Linked DNA regions of Mus musculus: region 2 is linked to region 1. A link is a contact called in public Hi-C data. All regions are on one chromosome and are shown on one strand. Each heading gives the region's core, a stretch centred on a gene start, on an enhancer-like site or on the middle of the called end of the contact. The rest is flanking DNA. Distances are from core to core; before and after follow the strand shown.

Region 1 (5,436 bases), core at 1,243-3,742:
AGACAGACCAGGGTCCCACGCTGTGCTGAGGAGGAACAGGCAGGGTCCTGACTTGATTCCTCTGCTAGCCTAGGTCATGCCCCAACCTGTCAGCTGCATTTTACACACGATGTCACAGCCACTGTCCCCTGACAAACTTTTGCTTTATGACAATCTAAAAACGTTTTTGTGTTGCACTAGAAGAAGTTTTGGGAGTGCTAGGGTTCAAACCAGTCATAGAGTGCTTGCCTAGCAGATATATGAAAGCGACTGGGTTCTACCCACAGCACCCCTAGGGTAACTGCAAAACATATAATATAAAGTATGGAGAATGGGACACACCTGTGTGGATTGTAATGATGTCATGCAGAAGGCAAATCTCTGCTTATTATATGAATATATTAACTCTTCAAGGTTTGACATCACTTCCTCTGCACCTTGTTCACCCAGCATTCCTGATTATTCCAAAGCAAATCGTGGATGAGGCATGGCTATATCCACCGGTATTTGCAAACTTCTAACTCTTCATCATTTCATTACAGGGAAAGCTGCCATTGGGAAAATGAGACACAGAACAATGTGGGGTGGTGCTGCCCACGCAGGCCAGGCTTGGACTCAGGACTCCTGGAGGATTCTGGGAGTGATGATAATGGAGTTGACACCCAGAGCTGCTCTCTGGGCAGTAGGGAAGAGTAAGAAGAGAAACTTTTTGTCTATGTGGCATGCAGTGGCTTGGTGCCACACCTGAGTGTCCCAAGGGGCTCACACCAGCCTGTCTGTTATCCAGTGTGCAGGCAATGGCGCCAAGGAGTGAGGCTTTGTATAGAACCGATAAAAGAGAATTTATTGACTAAGATAAGGGCCCTGTGTATCCAACATGGCTGTCTTTCAATAGAAACACTGAGAATCCTGTAGCCGTTTGGTCCACAAGGTTGGGTCTCAGCTGTTGCAGCCTGGTTGAGGAGTCGGGAAAATTATTGAAGAGTTGCTTGACTTCAGTTGGAATCCTGGAGAAACTGGATTTAGTGTTGGCTGCAGCAACAGGATCGATGGTCTTGCTAGCAAAGAGTGGGGGGCAAGCCGGACAAAAAGCAAAGCTTCTGTCTTCCGTGTCCTTTTCTGTGCGCAGCCACCAGAAGGTGTGACCCAGATTGGAATAGGTCTTCCTGCTTCAAATAATCTGATTTTAAAAGCGCCCCCCACGGGCATGCTTAACATCTTGGGGTTCAGCTAATTCCAGATGTGGTCAAGTTGACAACCAAGATGAGCCATCACAGGCTTTGAAGCCAGTGTACCAGTGGTCCAGACCCTGGTGTACCTCAGCCCGAGTGTGAACTAGAGCCTGCCACAACCCTAGGGCTCAGTTTCCTCACAGTAGGGTAAGAACACATGACACACTGTGAGGCTGAGACAAAATATTCAAAAGAAGTGCCAAGCACAGGGTGAACTTGCAGAAAACAGTAGCCTCGAGATTAATTAGTATTGCTTTTGAAATGTTGTATGTGTGTGTATACACATGTACATATGTGTATGTATATGTTTGGTTGAAGAGGACTTCTTGTAGCCAATACTGGCCTCAAAGTTGATATATAGCAGGGGATTTACCTTAAAATTCTGATCCTCCTGCCTCCACCTCCAGAGGGCTAGGGTTACAGGCATGTGACCTTGGGCCTCTAATCCTCTTGCCTCCACCTCCCACCTCTGGGGTTACAGGCCTGCTCTTGTGAGGTGCTGAGGAGAAAACCATGTCTTCTTGAGACTGGACAAGCACTTCATAGCCTCATTGCTGAAATGCTATCAGCAGCTAAGAGTGCCATCAATTGCTCCTAGTGTCCCTGAACAGCGCCGGCCCATTCTTCTCCCTCTACAGATCGCAGTGGGGTGGAATCTCCTAGTGTCCGAGCCTCAACCCATTTTTAGAAGACGCATTCAGGCTTCTGAGTCCTTGGAACTTTGAGCTCCATCTGGGGCTGTCAGGCACCCCTGAGCCCAGCCCACAACCCCATGACTCACCTCTGTTGTCTGGGGAAACCAATCAGCCCAGAAGACAGTCCCGACTCCCCCGGGATCCCCAGCTGCTGCTCCTGGCATGAACAGTGCCACCCGCCACCCCATGCCTGCCAGACACTTGGGCAGGGTGCCAGACCTGACTGCCAGTCCCGCCTGGATGGCAGCAGACAGCATCCCCCCCCCCGCCCCCCGTGTGTGTGTGTGTGTGTGTGTGAGTGTGTGTGTGTGTGTGTGTGTGTGTGTGTGTGTGTGTGTGTGTGTGTGTGTGTATGTGTGTACGCTTTTGCATGCAGCTTATTCTCCCTTCTCGGGGCTGGGTTGTTTTGCTCTGGGCTTCAAATTCATTTTTAGATTCCAGCCTCCTTCCTCCCCTCCATCTCCCGATTCTATTCTTAGAAAGGGAACGGGGCTATGCTTGGGCGTCGCAGTGAAGTAGACAGAAGTTTGCCCACGTGCTCCGGCCGCCTGAGATAGACTTAATTAAAAAAGAGACTTTGAGCGGCAGGTTCACTGGCCGGAAACGCAGCTGGCTGCGGAGGCTGCCACTGCCTGGGGTGCCCATGGCTAGAGACAGCTCAGCGGTGGATGCATGCTCTGGCTGCCCCGCCTCCCCCTCCCCCTCCCCGCCCCCCCACCCCCACCCCCCAGGGCCCAGGCGGGATGCTCCTGGAGTCCGCAGCCCGCCTGATGGGTTATTGGTTAAATATGAACTCTCCAAGCGTGTTGGCTGCTGAAAGATTTTTTCTTTTAATTAGATAAATAAATTTTAAAGGCTATGGGAGCAGGGCTTCCTCCAGAAACCAGAGCCAGCGAAATAAGCTTTGTCTGCTCAAAGGAAGCTGACCTTCCTCAAGACCAGTCTAGGATCTCTCCGGAGGAAAGGCAGGGAGAGGAGAGAAGAAGGGAGGAGGTGGCAGAGAGCAAGAGGAAGGAGAAGGGGGGTTGAGAGCCTCGGGGTCCCAGAGTGAGTGATTATCTGGAAAGAAAGGCAGCTAGTAAGAGGACCAGAACCTGAAGGAGGAACCAGACCAGTAGGTTAAAATCCTAGCTCCGTGCATCCCAGCTGTGTGACCTCAGGCAAGAGGCTTAACTTCTCTGAGCTTCTTTTGTCTTATGTACAAAACAATACGTTTTGTTTTTTAAGCTCCCACTTTAGCAGCCCCTGGACAAGACAGGAAATATTAATTAATCTAAGTTCATCGTGATAATAAAGGTCCCACTATAGAGAAAAGAGGAAACGGAAGGCAAGAGCTTTAGTATGTGGAAGAACAAGCCTGGAAGAGCGAGGCTGGCCAGCTGCATTGTGGGCTTTAAGTGGCCAAAGAGGTTCTGCCTGGACACTTGGGCACTCTGGGGTCACTGTGCCAAAAGAAACAGGAGCTGGAGTTATTCCTGGGCAGGCGTTTGGGCACCCAGACTCAGCTGGGCCCTGTCCATGTGACCCAGCCCAGGAGCCAGGTATGTGATTGAATGACTTTCCAGAAGATTCTTGCTCCGTGTCGGGTTTCTGATCCGTAGAACTGTTACGGAATGAAATAGCTGTTGGATGTTAGTACCCAGCAATAAATCGTAGAAGAAACAGGTGTGTTGGACAGCGTTATGTTGCTGTGACGAAACACCTGAGGCAAACACTTTAAAAGCAGGAAAGGTTTGTGTGGTTGGTAGTTTTCATTGAGGCCAGTCTCAGCTGCTCAGCTGTATTGGTTTGCCTCTGGGATGTCGTGGCACTCAGAGTGTGAACCAATATCCCCAAGGCCAGGCCCCTGAGTGGACTCACTTCCTGTTAGGCCCACTGTCCCCATCCCAGCAGCCCCACAGGCTGGAGGCCATGCTGTAGAGATAGATGATCTTAGGCAGGTTGGCATCCTCACCCAGGGGATAGCCTCCCTTTGATTTCCCAGGATAGTGATCCAGTCTTACTGATTATTAGAAATCACAGAGCCATTAGTATAATGTAAACAATCACTTTTAAGTTCACCATTCAGTAACTTTCCATGGCTCCACGTGTTTACACCCATGGTTATGCTCCATGTAACCACCGAATCTCACGGCTACACTTCCAGGACCCACCAGCTGCTTCCAAAATGGCTGGACTGTTTTATGTGCTTACCATGTGGAACCAAGTGCGGAACCAGTGTGAACCAAGGTCTTCGTGGTCTGGCCAGTCTTTACCGTCCATTTAAAAAGAATTCTAAGGCCAGGCAGTGGTGGCGCACGCCTGTAATCCCAGCACTTGGGAGGCAGAGGCAGGTGGATTTCTGAGTTCGAGGCCAGCCTGGTCTACAGAGTGAGTTCCAGGATAGCCAGAGCTGCACAGAGAAACCCTGTTTAAATAAATAAATAAATAAATAAATAAATAAATAAATAAATAAAAGAATTCTAGGCTGGGTCTTCCAGTACATACCTGTAAGCCCGGCACTCAGGAGCCAGGGCAAGAGGATCCTGAGGTCTTGCTGGGTAGCTAGCCCACCATTCTTGGCAAGCTGCAGGCCAGTGAGAGGCCTGTCTCAAAAGACAAGGTGACCTTTATTGTATCCTAGACGCATAGCTCTCACCCCTCATCAAGGAAAACTTCTCTTTGCAACACACAGACACCATTCCAGAAGCCCACAAGCAATCAAAATACAGAGCTGTGGAGCCCAATCCCAGCGGATATACCTACAACAGAACTCCCGCATGTAAGCCTCCGGGATACTTGCAGAAAAGAGGGTGAAAAGATCGCGAGAGCCCGAGTAACAGGGAGTTTGCCAGCACTAACAAGGCAGTGTGTCTCCTGGGAATGCCAGATGCTGAACCCTTGAAGTCTCACCAACATGGCTGTCTAGACATGACCTGAACAAGGAGAACACCACTAGACGTGTTCATGTGGGTCAGGGAAAGCCCAGGGTTCCTCAGCCCCACACAAGGACTAGAAGCAACTAAGGAAGCTGAGAGGAGGAGAACTAGTCTTTCCTCAGAGAAGGCACGCCAACAGGGTCTCCGGTACCAAACAGTCAGCTCCGAAAACATACATACAAGTAGCCGTATATGGACTGAGCAGGTTGTAATTATCATTTACAAAACACACATACACGCACACACATTATCCTCCACACATGCATACACACACACACACACTCAAACGTATCCACGCATACTAACACACACTAAGACACACATATACACATACTTACACACATGTACACAAATACATATACACTCAAATGGACACACATACACACTAACACACACACACATATATATACACACTCAAATACACACATGCACACTCAAACACACACACATACTGACACACATATACACATATACACTCATACTCACACACATACACACACATGCATACACTAACACACATACACACAAACGCACACATGCACACACAAACGCACACATGCACACTTATACACATGTACACATACATGCACACACACACATGTGTACCAACAT
Region 2 (5,932 bases), core at 1,499-3,998, 110 kb after region 1:
CAGGGGCTCAGAGGCTCAGGCGGCCATGTGATTTGCAGGCATTGGGCTGAAAGGCAAGCTGAGGCCAGTGTTAAGTCTCCCATCACCTAAGGTGGAAGCATCCCCCAGTTGTTGGCATCTCTTGGCCCAGTCCTTCCAGGATACCATGTTCTTATTAAAACATCCACCAAAAGTCAAGGGCAAATTCTCTTTGTGTCTGGAACATCTTATGGTCACAAAGACACCCTTGAGTAAGTGTCCTCTTAAAACACAGCCTGCCACAGAGAGAGCAGACAGGCACAAATACAGCTTAGCCCCACAGAATAGAAGGTGAACATGTGGGTGCCCAAGGATTCCCTCCCTCCCTCCTTCTCTCCCTCCCTCCATGTGTGAGTGTATGTGTATGTGTGAGTGTATGTATGTGTGCATGTGTGTGTGCATGTGTGTGTGCATGTGTGTGTGCCTGTGTGAGCATGCACACTCAGAGGCTGGAAGCCAGCCTCGGATGTTTTCTTCAATTCCTATCGATCTCATATTTTTGATATAGGGCTTTTCACTGAATCTTCAGCTAGCCATTTTGGCTAGAATGGCTACTCCATGAGCTGCAGGGATTAGGCCTATGTAAAGGTTTGAATGAGAGGCCCACCACAGTCTTAGGTCTTGAACACTTGGTCCCCAGTTGGTGGTGCTGTCTGGGGAGGCTCAGGGTGTACCCAGCCTTGCTACAGGATATTGCTGGGGGTGGACTTTAGGGTTTCAAAGCCATTCCAGGCTCCCTCACTCTACTTGTGCTAGAGTTCAGACGGGTGCTCTCAGATCACTGCTCCAGACGCCATCTTTGCTTCCTCTGCGGCTCCCCTGCGATGGTGATAGACGCTTGACCTTCTGGAACCGGAGGCCTAACAAACCCCTCCTTCTGCAAGTTGCCTTGGTCATGCTTATTACAGCAGTAGAACAGTAACTCAAACATCCTCTCTCCAGCGCCCCCGATGCTGGAGTTGCTTGTGTGTGCCCCTGTGCCGCTCATAAGGTCCTGAGACTCCGAGTCCATGCTCAGGCAACAAAACTTTACCTCTGAGCCATGTCCCCAGCCCCTGTGAATTTTAACATATGTATAGCACACTATTGGAGGTGCAGCCTGACCCGGCCTCCTTGCCACCCCTCCCCTACACCACCTGGAGTCAGGGCCACAACCTTGTCATCTCCCCCGCCCACCCCCCAATCTTTCTGCAAGTGACCAGTTTACAAACAGTCATTACTGTCAGGCGTCCAGACAAAAGCCATGTTCCGAGGACAAGTCTTTCAAGGTAGCTAGCTAGGAGACTCTTTCTGATTATACCACAGGGTCTTGTGTAGCCCAGACTGGCCTCCAACTCATTGTGAAGCCAAGCATGACTTCAAACTTCTGGTCCTTTTATCTCTTAGCTACTGGAATGGCAGGCAAGTGTCATTATCCCTAGTTCATGTGGTATTGAGGCTCACACCAAGGGCTTCCCATTAGGTAACAATCTACCTACCGAGTGATGGCCTCCACCTGAGTTTTAAAACTTTTTATTGTTTCGTCATCGTCATCATTGTCATCATCATCATCATCGTCGTCGTCGTCATTATAGTCATCATTGTCATTGTCACCAACCACCAGTCTTCATCACAATCATCACCATCATCATCATCACCATCATCTTCATCATCACCACCATCATCATCATCATGGCCGCCGCCACCGTCGTCGTCAGCATCAGCATGTGATATATGAGTACCGGCATCTATACTGCACATGTGGGGGTCAGGACTGGTTTTTCCCTCTTCCTTCACATGGGTCCCGAGGGCTCACATAGCGACCCTGTCTACCTGATGAACTATTTCTCTGGCCCTTGATCTTTTTCTCTTTAACTCGGGGCAAGGTGGGCAGAGGGAGGCTGCATGCTGGTCAGTATCTTGGAAACGGCAGTCCTGGCTTTCAGAGACTGCCTGGAGCCACCTCTTGGCCTGGCCACGCTTTCTTGCTGAGGGGTCTCTGCAGCCACAACAAACCTCAGTTATTAGTTCCTATTTTCTAAGCACAAATGATTTATCCAAACCAGCATTGGACTCTGACCCCGCTGTGCAGATTTTAGCTCATCTCACGTAGACAGTCCTGGCTTGAATCATTTTTGCTTTGTGATTGGCCCCTTAGGCCCTCAGTTCTCCCATCTGTAAACTTGGAGCAAGCATGCATGAGACACCAGGGAACTAACAGAGAGATTTTACCACACAGGCAAGGAGGCCGGTGTAAGGCACTTGTTACTGTGGGGAGCTGTGCAGCATCTCTGAACCTTGGCTTCCCCACCCGTGAGTGTACGAGGAGATTGCGTTGGCTGCTGTGTGATCCGGGGCTTCCTGCTAAGGTGGCTGCAGCAGGGAACTGACCATTTCCAGGGAAATTGCTTCATAGAAGGCTCCAGCTCCGTGGAAGAAGGCTACAGGAAAGGTTGTATTTAAGATGCACAAGGCCGCACTGTGCTAGTCTTTGCTCCAGAAAAGCCACTTGCCTCAGGCTGAAAATGTGCAAAATACTGTGAAGTATGCACAAGAAACAGCCACGGGACATGGTTGAAATGCCTGTGATCAGGCACCTTGGCCCCGGGCAGGCCAGATCCCTGGCCACGGTGACCCTGATCCCTGGTGCACGCCGCTGCTGCCAGTCGTGGTCGCCGCTGTACCCGGATGACCTACATTTCTCCAGCGGCAGCTGGGGCAGACATTCTGGGGTAATTAACAGCCATGTACACGTGCATGCACAGACAGCCGGGTCAGCCCGGCAATGGCTGGCACACTGGCTGTCTAGACAGGGTAGGAACATAGTGGCCTCCTGCCATGAAGGCGGCTGCTGGGAACTGCAGCCAAGATCATGGAGGTGGGGAGAAGAAAGGAAGCTACCCCCCGAGATGGACTGTGGCCATCCTTCTTCCTCAGCGTTGAAGGAATGCAAAACAGTGGTCTTTGAGGGAGTGGTTCCTCAGGAAGCCACCAGGCCAGGGGGCCAGGGGACCAGGGTGCCCACACAGAATAGCTATGCCTTATTGTATATTGCAATGCTTTCCAAGGGACAATAAGCACTCAGCAGGGTGGGCAGAGGCAGGGCCAGGCAGTGTGATTGACAGTCACAGCACAGAGCCAGTCTGTTGGTGTGTGGTGTCTCTCATAAAATATCAAGTTTTAAAAGGAGAGAGACTCAAGGTGGCACAGGCAGCGGGGTCATTTGTAAGGGCTGTGAGAGATCACGTTGGGTGCTCAGGCTGTGTCTCCTGACCTGGTCACTGGAGGCTCACAGCTCACCTCTGCTCACAGATGTTCAGGGTATATCTCCAGACAGTGTGTGAGCTAATGCTAAAGTCACCAAGCCCAAGCCTTGGACAGGAGTCCTGACACTAAGATGTCAGGGTCCTCCTTGGATCAAATCTCACACACGCAGCCACTGTTTCTCAAAAGCTAATTACACTAGGGTCACCCGCAGGACCTGAATCTTCTGGCACCATGATTTATTTAGGATGCTTCCTTAACCACTCAAAGCACCCAAAAGGATGGAGGAAAGGGGGAAGCACAAAAATCAACCAAACAAAACAGAAAGCCCTCCCTCACTTGAGTTACAGCTGGGGGTCAGAAACCAAAAATGGAAGGCGGCCCTATAGAAAAAAAGATATTTAAAAGTTTTAAAATTGCTCCTGTGTCTCCGTAAACCTTCCAGCTAGTGAGGTGGGCAGCCATCGTCAAGCGTCAGCCAACGCTGTCTTTGATCTGATGCTTGGCTTCCAATGTGAAGAAGCTGCGGTCCAGAGGGGACTCCGTTTCTCCAGGTCATCCCAGTAGCCAAAAGCATAGCTGCTTCCCAGGTCTTACTTACATTTCTCTCCCTGCTAAGACCAAATAGTCAGCAAGCAGCAACTCAGGGGCCTGAAGGATTTGGGGTGGGGAAGGCGTGGCTGGTGAGGCTGTGAGCTATTTTGTGGAGGCAGTGGACACATGTGAGGTTGCTTGTCTACAGCTTTGTAGGTCAGTAAGCAGAAGGAGATGGATGCTGGGGCTCAACTGTCTTTCTCTTCCTCCTTTTGTTCAGCGTGGAGCCATGCATCTGGGCACAACTTTCCAGCGCACCAAGTGGCTCTGCTGAACCAGCTCGGAGTACTTAGTTCTTCCCATAAGTACCAGTCCTCTGAGCTCTCTTGCTGAGGGGATGCACTCCCCACTCCTTTAGAAACACTAACAAAGTTCACCATGGAAACACGAGTCACTTCCTCCAAACTGTAAGAGGGTTCGGGCCACCTCACCCAGGGACCAGGGACTCTGGGACCATCCCAGCCACTCTGATGCTTCTTCTCCCTGCCCCCACTCTCCTGAGTCAGGGTTTCTCCGTGTAGCTCTGACTGTCCTGGAACTTGCTCTATAGACCAGGCTGGCCTCGAACTCACAGAGATCCACCTGCCTCTGCTTCCCAAATGCTGGCATTAAAGGCATGCGCCGCCGCCGCCGCCGCCGCCCAGCCTGCTTCAGTTTCTTAAGTGGGTCAGAGCTCAGAGTTGCTTGCTGCTTTGGTGACGAGCAAGCATAAGAATTTCATGAGCCAAACATCAACAGCCCTGCTGGGGCAATGCCCCTGCTGCCTCCAAAGCACAGAATAAACCGGGAGTCATTTTGTAGCACCGTGGACTGCTTCCATGACAGCTCCCTGTGTCTCTAACCCTTAATCTGAAGCAACAACAGCCTCAGGAAATTCTGGGTGACTTACCGCTGGAGTGGGCCTGAAACCCGAGTCGGAGGAGGAGGAGGAGGGGGAGGAGGAGGAGGAGGAAGAGGAGGAGGAGGAGGAGGAGGAAGAGGAGGAGGAGGAAGAGGAGGAGGAGGAGGAGGAGGGAGAGGAGGAGGAGCAGGAGGAGGAGGAGGAGGAAGAGGAGGAGGAGGAGGAGGGAGAGGAGGAGGAGCAGGAGGAGGAAGAGGAGGAGGAGAAGGAGGAGGAGGAGGAGGAAGAAGAGGAAGAGGAGGAAGAGGAGGAGGGGGAGGAGAAAGGGAGAAGGGTGGAGAAGGAGACACTCCTGCCTTACAAAGGCCTGGCCCAGTCTATGGACAATTTCCCAGCTAACTGGACCTCTCCCGAGTCAGAGATTCAAGGGAAGTTGCCACTTGAAACAGGTGGTTGGTTCCCTGAAGTCTGTCTTTCCCAAGGAGCTGGTAGGCTATGTCCACCCATAACGCACAACATAACAACACACGGCTTTCCAGACTACCCATCAGAAAAATGGAGGGGCTTGGCTGGCTGACAAGGCATGGCTGCCCCTCAGCCTCTCCAAGCCTCTCAGTGACTATCCCCAGTGCCAGGAAGTCCCTAGTGGTGGCCCAGAGGGTAAGGAATATAAGGGGCTTTGGCTGAGGGCAGCGGGCGGGGGGAGAGAGTAGCCTGGCCTCCCACCTGCAGAGGATATCTCAGACAGGAGGTTGATATCATTTGGTGTGAACCTGGTTCCCACAGACAGAGCCCAGGTGTCCCGGGCACCACCACTGAGGTTCCCGACCCGGTATTTCCTTTATATCTTAAATCCACTCACAGACACTGAGAGTTAGTGATGGTGTTGAATGCTGAAGTTAGCTTGTGAGTGGCACAGATCACACACACCAACAGCTACGCTTCCTAGAAGGGCTGAGGGGGGTGGAAGGCCTCTGCTGAGGCTCTGTGTGTTTCCATGGCTGCTGCAGGCCCTTGTGGTGTAAGCATAGGCAGGGATCTGGTGCCCTCTTCTGGTCACTGCAGGCACCCACACTGACATGCATTCACACACACACACACACACACACACACACAAAATTTTAAAAAAATAAAATATTATCAGGGAGTGGGTAAAGAAAATGTGCCTCATTTACACAATGGAGTAGTACTAAGCTGTTAAAAGCAATGGCATCATGAAATTTGTAGGCAAATGAA

Evidence for each region. Hi-C and Micro-C count contacts between places; a contact is called where the count stands out from the background.
Region 2: a Hi-C map of myocytes shows a contact between it and region 1, with 2.7 times the contacts expected there. The contact joins two enhancer-like sites. A contact is called at or near these places in 1 of 15 datasets of contacts at CTCF or cohesin (CD8 T cells), 4 of 484 Hi-C or Micro-C datasets (bone marrow-derived macrophages, embryonic stem cells, myocytes and 1 more) and 7 of 115 datasets of contacts at active chromatin or transcription factors (CD8 T cells, astrocytes, embryonic stem cells and 4 more).

The regions. Positions count from the first base shown.
Region 1 is chr2:173,305,274-173,310,709 of GRCm38.p6, forward strand. No RefSeq gene overlaps it. Among named protein-coding and RNA genes, the nearest start is that of Gm36859, 16 kb to the left of the region's middle. Within about 2 kb of position 2,493, at least 147 of the 459 cell types and tissues checked have an H3K27ac peak or open chromatin away from gene starts, as enhancers often do. A contact at or near this core is called in myocytes, where this site is marked.
Region 2 is chr2:173,411,388-173,417,319 of GRCm38.p6, forward strand. No RefSeq gene overlaps it. Among named protein-coding and RNA genes, the nearest start is that of Gm14642, 20 kb to the left of the region's middle. Within about 2 kb of position 2,749, at least 63 of the 459 cell types and tissues checked have an H3K27ac peak or open chromatin away from gene starts, as enhancers often do. A contact at or near this core is called in myocytes, where this site is marked.